Regions from separate parts of the Lactuca sativa genome. Here region 1 is linked to region 2. Evidence: chromatin contacts called from public Hi-C data. All regions are on one chromosome and are shown on one strand. Each heading gives the region's core, a stretch centred on a gene start, on an enhancer-like site or on the middle of the called end of the contact. The rest is flanking DNA. Distances are from core to core; before and after follow the strand shown. Region 1 holds the start of LOC128126376. Region 2 holds the start of LOC111908022 (probable 1-deoxy-D-xylulose-5-phosphate synthase, chloroplastic).

Region 1 (5,521 bases), core at 2,075-4,574, 430 kb before region 2:
TATATATATATATATATATATATATATATATATATATATATATATATATATATATATATATATATATATATATATATATATATATATATATATATATATATAGATGTTTAAATGAATTATTGATGAAATAATAACCGAAAATGTGTAATTAATATAGTAACTTACTTGTTGATGTGCTAACGCCTCCTCAAATTTTGGTTGAAGTTCCAAAACCCGCTCAAGCTTTTCCACAACCTCAATGATCGATGGGCGTTCCTTGTGTTCTGTTTTCAGGCATTGATATGCAATAGCAGAAAAAAGATCCAAGGAATCTGCGCTCATTTGTTTTCTTAGAATTGGATCTATGATTTCGGTGAGTTTTCTTTCTTCATAATGGCGGCGTACCATTTTCCCCTCTTGATTTACCAGTCTCCCACAAAGAACTTCCATTAATACAATCCCAAAAGCGTAAATGTCTGACTCTTTTGTTAGAAGACCAGTTTCAATGTACAGAGGATCCATGTAGCCGAGTGTACCAACCATATCTGTAAAAAGGAAAGCATTCATCATACTTGCCGGATCAAATTTGGATAACCGAAAATCAGCTATCTTTGCATGCCAATTTTGGTCTAATAGAATATGTGCGCTCTTCAAGTCACGATGAATGATTCTCTGTTGGTTATGAAGATAACTTAAGCCACGAGCTGCACCAAGGCAAATTTGGAGGCGCTTCAACCAAGTGAGGTCAGCGCTACGTAAATGTAGTTCGAGGCTTCCGTTTCTTGCAAACTCGTAGACAAGGATCATCTGGTTCCCCTCATCACAGAAGCCAACAAAGTTTATGATATTTTCATGTCGACATTCAGAAAGAAGGATAATCTCGTTCCAGAAGTCTGATGATCCTTGGACGAATGCTCTATCAAGCAACTTGAATGCGACCCTGACAGAGCCTCCTGGCCGGATGAGCACTCCTTTGTAGATCTTTCCAGAACCACCACGCCCAATTAAATATTTTGCAGCAAAGTTGTTTGTTGCTCCTCTTATCTCTTCCAGTGGAATTCTTAAGTGACCAAACTTTTCCAGGAACGACATGATTTGTTTGTTTTCAAGAAAACAGATTATAACAACTGCAAAGGCACAAGGATGATGAGGTTTCAGTTTCACTGATGATATATAAAGCCAAAAAGATTAACAAACCAAGGGCGGAACAAGAAATTTTCGTCAGGGACAGCATAAAAATAAATTCCCAATAAAATATAACCAAAAAAAACAACTAATTAACATAGAAAGTCAGGGAAAAGGAAGATTTATCCTAACTTTTTACAAGATCAACCAACTCTTGACATTGGACATAGAGATTAGCCACAAACAAAACGTCCCCAAAACCATTGGCCTTCACACATTTGTTTTTGGTTTTAATTTGAAATTTCTAATCCCATTACTAACAAACATACCACTGAAAATCCCAATATATCAAAGATACATTACAGGTTGGTTGATCAGATTAGACGTTAAACTTGAAATTGAAATCAAAAGTTATAACTGCAGTTCACCAATTGAGATGCGAAAAAATTCATGAACCACAATAGAGTAACAAACACGCACAAAGAAGAACATGTACAGGTAAAGAGATGCTAACCTTGCAATATCGTTTTTTGATGAGTACTAGGAAATCGAATAGAAATTAGTACCAGGAAATCGAATAAATCCTAATGCTTTATAAAGAACGATTAACTGCTGATTTGCAAACATTTTCGATGTTGTGGTGGCCGATGTCCTGCGATTTAGATGAAATCTCGATAGACTGTTCACTGGTTCATAAAATGAAGATTACGCAACCAAACTCCCACCCTTATGGATCGATTTTGTGAAGACTATGAGGATGACCAAATCGAATCCCTTCCCAGTCCCTTCGTCTACAACACAATCTAACAGCAGCAAAATTGGCGACAAAAGTCAACTTCTTGGAATGCAAACGGAAATTTAAAAAGAAAGAGTAATACATCTCGATCTCAATAAACTATATATAATATAGATATAATAGTTACAGATTTAGAAAGATTAAATTGTAAAAAGGTCCTCTGGTTGTTTAAAAATTCTCATTTTAGTCCAAACAATTTTTGAATTAGCACCACCGAACTAAATTTTTCGGTTTTTTTTCATGTTTTGTCCCATTTAGTTTGATTTTTTTAAAAATTACGATTTTGTTATTTATATTTATATTTTCTATTTCTTTTAACTACAATAACTAAAAAAAGAAAAATTAGTGTTCTCTCTCTCTCTCTCATACACTTTTAAATGCTAAACCAACAAAATATATCATTGAATCTCAGACGACGAAGGCTACTCATCAGACCTTCTCCTTCTCTTATCGTAGCGTCGTCATCGCTTGCCATGGACCACCATCGTCTTCGTCGTTTGGGACGGAGGACAACGTCGCTGCCTTCACAACGTCACTAGCCTAAACTCTTGCTTCGATAAAAAAAAATAGGAGGAAAATCATGAGCTTTTAAACTTGATTTTATTATTTGATTTTGGATTTTAGAGACATTTGAAAATGAAGATTTATTTAGTTATGTGATGTGGCACTGATTTTTGATTTCACAAATCAAATATTTGGAATTGCGAAATGTTCTCCTAATCCAAACTATTTACTTTCAGACTCTATTTTTCTGGATGTTTAGCGAGATTTTTGGTGCATTGCGATTCGAGATCAAAATTTGAAGCTTTTGTGTGATCTAATATTAAGATCCCCAGTTCAACGGTCGTAGGACGGACTGTGAACCTGGTCGGTTTTAGGGATTGGTCAGATTTGAGGATTGGGATATATATATATATATATATATATATATATATATATATATATATATATATATATATATATATATAGTTGAAAAACGAGATGACGAATGCGGAATCTAAAGAACAATCATGAATCAATCACCATAAAGTTGTAAGTAATCTGTCAAAGTTTTTGTATCTCATTGATTTGGAAATTGACGTACAGAGAAACATTTTCAAAACATTTTCAGGAAAAAGCTTACATCACAAGCTAAGCTAATGACTATATATAGAAAAAATAAAACATTTACTAAAAATACAAAACCCTAAAAAGTCTTCCATAATTAACAAAAATATCAAATCAGTTTCAATAATTTCCCGAACAAATTTGGACCATTCCCTTTGAAAATGAGTGTTTGGGATTAATTGGAATTATTTATTTTTTAATTCAAAAATTCGGTGGCATTTAGGAAATTATGATGAACTTCTAATGCTTTTCCTATCAAGGGTAAAATACTTTAGGGCAATTTGGTAAATACGCAAGTGAAACCCTCATTCACGTTTCCATCTACATTCAAGCTGAAAATCCTTCGTTCTACTCTCTTCTTCTCCATTCTCCATTCTCGATCATCATTCAAGCATCAATCGCTTCAGAAATCTATGTAGATTCTTAAAATCGCCTTTGAATCTCCATGGTTTAGCTTTATTTTGGTTCGACTGTCCATCCAAAGCTGCATCAAAACCCTAATAAAGTTTACAAATTTGCAATCGTTCATCCAAGAGTGAATAATACTATTTAAGATTGGATTTAACATACAAATTTATCATGAGAGCAGGTAACAAAACTCTATTATTGTGCTTATGTTTTATTAGTTCAATTTTTTGAGTTTGTAATGTGATATGTTGGTAAAACCAGGGTGTAACAATTTGAACCCATCTTCTTGTTGATTTAATATTTAATATTTATGAAATTCATATCAATTCTTTTAAGTTTTTGTGTTTTGAACAACTTTCTGGATAAAGAAGTTAGATAAATGCATCAAACTGAAGCTTAATATAATGATGCTTATCAGTTGTTCGATATAATGTCTCAAAGAAACAACATATGGAAATTTTGAATTCTTAAAGATTTTGGTTTTCTTTTCATTTGTTTATATATATGATAAGTACTGATGTAGTTTCTTATGAAAACAACCATTGGTTTTTCCTTGAAATTAATTTTTTATAAAAATGTCAGATACCATCTTAATATGGAATACAAAGTGTATTGATGTAGAGGTCAAATAGATCGTGTATCATAAATTTAGTTAAAATGTTAAGATAGAAATTTGTGATTATAGATTTAATGAGTGCTAGATACATTTAGAAACTAAAATACCATTATGTTATAGTTCAAGGTGAAGATAACATGATAATATACAGATAATTGATGGGATTACTACTAACAAATATACTATTAACATGAAAGGAACTATACCTTATAATAACCTTGAAAATCATATTGAATCGTGATTTGATTTATTTAAAAATCATTCTATAAAAATTTGAATCCACTAAAATAAAGGATGAAAGTATCAAACATAGTAATATACTTACATTTATTAGTTTACTGTAGCATCCTACTTTCATAATTGTTTTTTTTGTTAATGGAAATCCCATTTTATACAATGCTTGTTGCATCTCTCTTGCCATTACTTGAAATCTACAATTTAATGTTTATCATAATAAATGAAAGGGTTGAATGCAAGAAATAACAATGTATTTTCACTTATTTGTTCATTGTAGCATCCTACTTTAAGTTCTTGCTATTACACCATTGTACTTTGAAATTATAAAGACTTGTGAAATGGTTAATGATTTCTATTTTATATAATTATTGAATTTTAAATATTGCAAATAATTATACTCATATTATTATATAAAATCACATTACTAATATTATTTTGATGATGCAAAATTCTTATGGTATTGCCATGATCTAGATCTATTATCATGTTATTCTTAGTATTTGTCTGAAAATTTTTAGTTAATACTAGAAAAGTAGAATGTGCTTAAAAAATTGGATCATAGTTGTTGTTGCTTTGTTTGAATAGTTTTTTTATTATTATTTTGTTGTTAGTACATAATTACTGAAGAGGAAGAAAGAAGTGTGGCCATACAAAAAATCCACAAAAAAAAGTCTCAAATCTTAAAAAATAAAAAAATATTCAAGAAAGTCATTTATAGCCTTGAGAATTTGGATAATATAGATGGTATGGTTGAGACAGTTAGGTAGTTGTTTTCATGGAATACCTATGTATTTGAACAATGTTTTTATGTCTTTGATGTAGTTTTTGAACGTTTTTGGTTCCTCCACTTGAACATTAAACCTTTTTAGAACACTTATGATTGAATGTGTTTATAGACCTTTATAATATTTTATTTTGTTAATCTTACTATCATATTCATCAGATTTATCTATTTTTTGTATTTTATTTTTATGTTCTATGATCCAAAATATGCAAAAAAATAAGTTTTATGATTCAAAGTATATGATGTATGTTTTGTTGTTAGTTGCAAGTTATGAATGATGGGTGTGACGTGCTTCAAAAAATGTTATGTTTATATCTTTGTTTAGTTGTAAAGAACTTTGTTTAGACATATTGTTAGATTTTAATAATTTTAGGTTTCTAATGTGTTTTCTTTATTGTGTGCTAATATGTATTGTTTTGTTGTTTTGGAATTTTGTTAAGTCTCATATTTACTCTTTAATACAAAAGTT
Region 2 (6,148 bases), core at 786-3,285:
TAGAAGAGGTGGACCAAATGTCTGCAGCCTGTAAGAAGAATACTGTTTGTTTTTTAAGGTCTGTAGGCTGTTAAAATAAACTGAAATTTACATCATTCATTCCATACTTTACATTAAACTGCGAAAACTTGTTAATAACATAAACAAACATAAATATAAAATTGGAGATCTACATACACAAAAAACCATACATATTTTTATCATACACAAGCAAACATAAAACATGAACAACATAAATAAAACAATAATTTTTGAATGATTATACCACATGTCATGACATGTAATATCAACTTGTTTACAATGTCACCCATTAGACTTAAATCACAATACTCAATATACATAAACAAGAATTTTTCAATGATTATATCACATGCTATGCATGGTATAAAAGAAATATAGCAGGTGGGTTTATAACAAAATGATGAACATGACTAAGTTATATTCATAGGAAAGAACAAGGAAGGAGTTACAAATACAACCAATCCGTAATAAGAAATCATTGACCAAATATGAATTCAATTTCAAAAGGTTATTTTTCCAATTTCCAAACATCTGGTGTGTCCGAATGTGTTCTTCAACATCAGCAAAAAAAATGTAGCCATTTTTCTTCTTGAATCGATCACATGTAAACTCAAGAAAAATCAACTCTCAAGTCTGCTCTCAGCTGTGAGTCTATCTCTTCTCTCTAGATTATCAGTTCAACAAAAATAAAAAGTCAAATAACAGAAGTTTAGTCATCAAGTTTGCTGTCAACGTTCTTGGATAATTTCTTCCAAACAAACCTAGTTATAATAATTGATGAACACATGGTATTTATTCAAGAACAATTCTTTTTAGAAATAGTTTTAATCTAAATTAAATCAAATTACAACACAACAATTTGAAGCATTTTGCGAAAGCACATTTCAACAAATTTCAACAATAATACATAACCAATGTGGTTTCATAAGACAAATTCACAAAAAAGAAAATTTTGATTTCATCATTTTGAAATCAGATTTCATGAACCCTAGAAAATACAATGAGGTTGTTACCTGGAGAAGGAAGTGGTCAGAAAGAAGAATGCAATGTAGGAAAGACGGCGGCGACGTTGGGGTTGACTCCGACATCAGAATCGGACAGGAGGAGAAAGACGGCTAGGTCAGGCGGTGCACCTGGATGTCGGCTGCACAAGGAAGAGACATGAGGTTGCAGAAGACCGGTGGAGTGAGGCGTCGATGGTGACAAAATGGCTCGATATGTCCCGAGCCATATCTGTTTTTTCTTCCTCAGCTCATGAAATATTTTAGACACACAATTACCCAAGTTAGGCATTCTAACGTCGTTGTAGACAGGGTGCTAGGTGTTGTAATCTCGACTTTTCTTGATGGATTTGGTTTTAGGGTGTTTTGGTTTGTGATTAGGTGAAGAAATGGTGAAGTGAACGAGTTTGATGGGGGCATCATGTTGCAGATTAGAATTCTGGGGAGAAAAAACGAGATAGATTGGGAAGATGGTGAAGAGAGAGAGAGAGAGAGAGGGTGGAGGTACATATGGAATGATGGGGTGGACGAGCATAATTCTTCTCTTTTTTTCATTAATACTTACAAAATAAAAGTTATAAAAAAATACCAAGAGAATCTAAAAGGGCAAAACAGTCAATTCAAGTGTTCCATGGACCAAAACTACGAAAATTTCTTAAATTTAGGATCAAAATCACGGAAAAATCTTGATTTTGGACCTTCCATGCAAGTCGGAAACTTTTTGGACCTTATCCACAGTTTTTTGAATACCATAGGGACCAATTTTGCAGTTTTGTAAAAAAAAAAAAAAAAAGCAGAAAAGAAAATGGAAAGTTAACCGCTACATTGACCAAATTTATAGTTTCTTTTGTTGTTTTGTCAAAATGTATCGTGGTTTTCTTACATATTTTTAATGCCAACTATGATAGAAGTTAATGAGCTCAATAATGAAGAATCTTTATGAAAAAATTTAATATCAAATTATAATCGTTTTAAAGAGGCCATTTGTATTGATCGTGGGAGCCTAAAATATCCTATCGTGAGAGGGGCCGGCTTTCCATACAAAATTGGCATTCTCCATTTTATCAAACAAAACTATGTACACAATCTACAGTCTTATGGAATCTATTCCTTCACTTCACTGATGCACGTTCAAACACGCAGCAACCCTAATTTCTTCTAAACATATAATTCTCCTGTTTTAATATAGTATATTTTCCCTCGGATTCATCAAAATATCCACCAGCGATCCTCATTCTTGTTCATTTGTTTTGTAATTAACGTGTCTGATCATATCTCAATTGCAATCACTGTTTCGTGAGGAGGGTTCTCGTCATTTCTGATAATGACGACTGCTTCTGCACATTGTTCTTTGGGCGTCAATGCTCAATTTCATGAAAATTCAAGAAATTTTCCTTCTAAATCGGAGTCTTCAAGTGTTAATTTTCATTGTAATGGGGAATTCTTCAAAATCAGCTTGAAACCTAGCTTGGGTTCGTCAATTTGCTCCAAGGTATGCTACTTTCATGTTCGTCATTTCTGTTATTATTTATATTCACAATTTAGGATCGACTCACTTACATCAACAATTTCAAGTCGTAGGTTATCCTTTTAGAATTGTTTGTAACTTGTTTTTGCTTATTATTCTAATCGTATTCATATGTCTATTCTTGATGCTTAATTCTCATTGGGGGTGGGTGAATGAACGTTGACTAGTGTTAAACTATTTATGAAAAGTACTTAATTGCTACTAAATTATGTTATACAGTTTAATATATGTTAGGGGTGTTCATATGTGCTTTTCAAAGTGATTATTATTACTTGAGGGATCATAATTAGATCATCAACTCATTGAAGGCATGTATAGTTAGTAATATTTTTTCCTACCCAAAAAGTTGGAATATGAACCTACTTTCAATCTCTTGTGTATGCAAAAGACGAGAATGCCCTCCTCATCTCATTAATGCAAAGTGTCATTTCTATATACAGGGATGTGTAGGTCGTGTATGTTCTCTACCCAAAATAGGCGATTTGTTTCCGGAAAAGCCCCCAACACCTATACTTGATACAGTTGAATGCCCCTTGCACTTAAAGAACCTATCTCACAAGGTTTAGTAACTTCTTACTTTTTGTCATCTAAATGACCAAAATACCCTTTAAATACCCTTTATATATTCTTTTTGCGTATTTTGTCATCACTCGCTGACCAAGCTCTATGTAGGAAATGAAACAATTGGCTGATGATATTCGCTCAGAGTTGTTGTTTATAATGAATAAAACTCAAAAATCCGTGAAGGGAAGCATGTCAGTAGTGGAGTTGACTATTGCTATACATCGTGTGTTTTCTGCACCCATGGACAAGATATTGTGGGATGCTGGAGAGCAAGTAAGGATGTTTCTATGGTCATTGTATCTTTGGCAAATTCAATAAATAACAATGTACTTTCACTTTAGTTTAAAGTGATGTTGCAATTTGCCCTTTAATAGTTCTAACATGAAAGATTATGAAATTTGATGCTTTTATGATGATGAATACAATATGATTATTGTATTTGAATTCTTGAATTTTAAAGTTGGCAAAAAATAGCAACACCCATTCACTTCATTTCTAGTTTGATCACAAGACTTTGAAGATTGTTACTGAAACCTACCAATTTTAGAAACTATTATAAAAGTCATTCAACCACGTCAGATTTTTATAGGTTTCTTTTCAAAAGTACCCAAAATAATCAATTGTAAGGTACAACAGTTTTAATAAAATTTGAAATGAAGTGAAAGTACGTTGAAAATCATTGCAATTCCTTTTAATAGTTCCAACATAAAAGATTATGAAGTTTGGTGAACTTATGATGATGGATACAAATGCAATATGATTATTCTATCTCAAATTCTTGATATTAAAAGTTGTCAAATTGCAATAGATAGCAATACACTTCCACTTCATTTCTAGTTTAATCACAAGACTTTAAAGATCATTACTAAAGCCATCCAACTTTTGAAAAAGGTTATAACAGACTTTCAGCCATTTCAGCAGCATTGTACAGGTTTCAAACAAATTAGAAATGAAGTGAAGTATGTTGTTATTCATTGAAACTTTCCCTTTAATACTTCTAAGTTCTAACATTAACATAAAAACTTGATGAAGTTTGGTGCTTTTTGTATGATCATGGATACACCATGATACCCTTTATGATAGATAATAAAAGCATGTTGTTATATTTTTGAAACATGAACAGACATATGCACATAAGATTCTCACTGGAAGGAGATCACTTATGCATACCCTTAGACAAAAAGATGGAATTTCTGGTTATACTTCACGTTCAGAGAGTGAATTCGATCCATTTGGTTCAGGACATGGATGCAACAGCATTTCTGCTGGACTCGGTATATTTTTCAACACACTTTCACTTCATTTCCAATCTACTCAATATACTTTAAAAACCATTATAAAAAGCATCCAACTTTGGTCAAATTTTACACAAAATAACCAGTTTGAAAAGTAGGATGGTGTTTTGAACACAGGAATGGCGATTGCAAGAGATATTAAAGGGAAAAGAGACCGAGTAGTTGCAGTGATAAGTAATGAAAGCACTATGGCTGGACAGCTTTATGAGGCTATGAGTAATGCAGGCTATTTGGATTCAGATATGGTTGTAATATTAAATGATAGTCGTCAATCTTTGCATCCAAAACTTGAGGAGTCACCTAAAACACCAATTAATGCACTCTCGAGTACTTTAAGCAAGTTGCAATCTAGCAAATTGTTCAGGAAGTGGAGAGAAGTTGCTAAGGTATTATTTTCTTTACATCAAGTATTGCTTGGGATTTTGCAATTTCATAAGAGTGAAGGTGTTTGGATTCCATGGGATTTGGCTGGAATTGGAATTCAATTCCATTCCAATCCCATGTTTGGTTGAACATGAGTACACAATTGATTTCCTCCTTTGGCCAATGGATTTCAATATTCTATCCTAAAACTCTTGGAGTTGGATTCCCACCATTCCCTTGTTAAAAATACCGAAATACCCTTTTAACCCTAGAATTTCTCATTCTGCTTTCCCTCTTCTTGCTCAGAGATTCCATTCCATTTCCTGCCAACCAAAAGCATGACAGTATTCAATTCCTTCATATTCCAAGTCCTTCAGATTCCAATTCCTTTAGCAATTCACAATTCCTTCAAAAAAATTCCGCAAACCAAATGCATCAACTCATGTTCTTTCAATAAAAATGTAATGTTAAACACTTAGACTAGACACATAGTTTAATATACACTTTTGATAGTTGGTTGAGATATCACATGCTCATAAATGATGTAAAACAGGGGATCAAGATCCAATTGGTGAATATCTGTAATTAGACAAAATAGAATTAGAGAAATGAATTTAAGCTCCAAAAAACACTTTTTACCACCCTAATTAGACATTTAGACAAATGGTTACAACACTTTACAACAAGTCCTTCATGTTGCATAAACAAATTTCATTGTTTTTCACACAACATAAAGATTTTAGATAGTGCAAGACTAACTTTAATATCTTTAAAGTTATGTTTTTCAACTGTACTATGAATCTAAGCTCCAAAAATGTAATCTTGTAGGGTTTAACAAAGAGAATTGGTAAGGGTATGTACGAATGGGCTGCAAAAGTTGATGAGTATGCACGTGGTATGATTGGTCCACTAGGGTCAACCCTTTTTGAAGAACTTGGTTTGTATTACATTGGTCCAGTTGATGGACACAATATTGAAGATCTTATATGTGTTCTTAATCAAGTGGCATCCTTGGATTCAACGGGTCCCGTTTTAGTTCATGTCATAACAAAGGAAGATAAAGTATTACCAAATGAGAAGCCGATTGGAATATCAAATAAATACAAAGAGGGTATAAAATCTTTTGTTCTTAAAACCGTTGTTATTAAAACTAAATATTTTTTTTGTTTCTTATATGAAACAGATCCTTATGAGATGGACCCACAACCGAGTAATCATACCCAAACTTATAGTGACAGATTTGCAGAGGCTTTAACCATGGAAGCACAAATAGACAAAGATATCATAGTGGTTCATGCAGGAATGGGAATGGAATCCTCACTTAAATTATTTCAACAAAAATTTCCAGACAGATTATTCGATGTAGGAATGGCTGA

The links. A called contact is a pair of places that touch in the nucleus more often than the background predicts.
Region 1: a Hi-C map of seed shows a contact between it and region 2, with 8 times the contacts expected there. The contact joins the promoter of LOC128126376 here to the promoter of LOC111908022 in region 2. A contact is called at or near these places in 2 of 4 Hi-C or Micro-C datasets (leaf and seed).

Annotation. Positions count from the first base shown.
Region 1 is chr5:75,448,053-75,453,573 of Lsat_Salinas_v11, reverse strand. It overlaps LOC128126376, which reads left to right and starts at 3,324. Exons shown (of 3, transcript XM_052764186.1): 1 at 3,324-3,596. LOC111908021 reads right to left here and starts at 1,971. Exons shown (of 11, transcript XM_052764189.1): 1 at 1,619-1,971; 2 at 166-1,106. The coding sequence starts at 1,071.
Region 2 is chr5:75,013,757-75,019,904 of Lsat_Salinas_v11, reverse strand. LOC111908022 (probable 1-deoxy-D-xylulose-5-phosphate synthase, chloroplastic) reads left to right here and starts at 2,035. Exons shown (of 11, transcript XM_052764182.1): 1 at 2,035-2,514; 2 at 2,991-3,110; 3 at 3,223-3,387; 4 at 4,238-4,388; 5 at 4,527-4,795; 6 at 5,601-5,883; 7 at 5,956-6,148. The coding sequence starts at 2,347.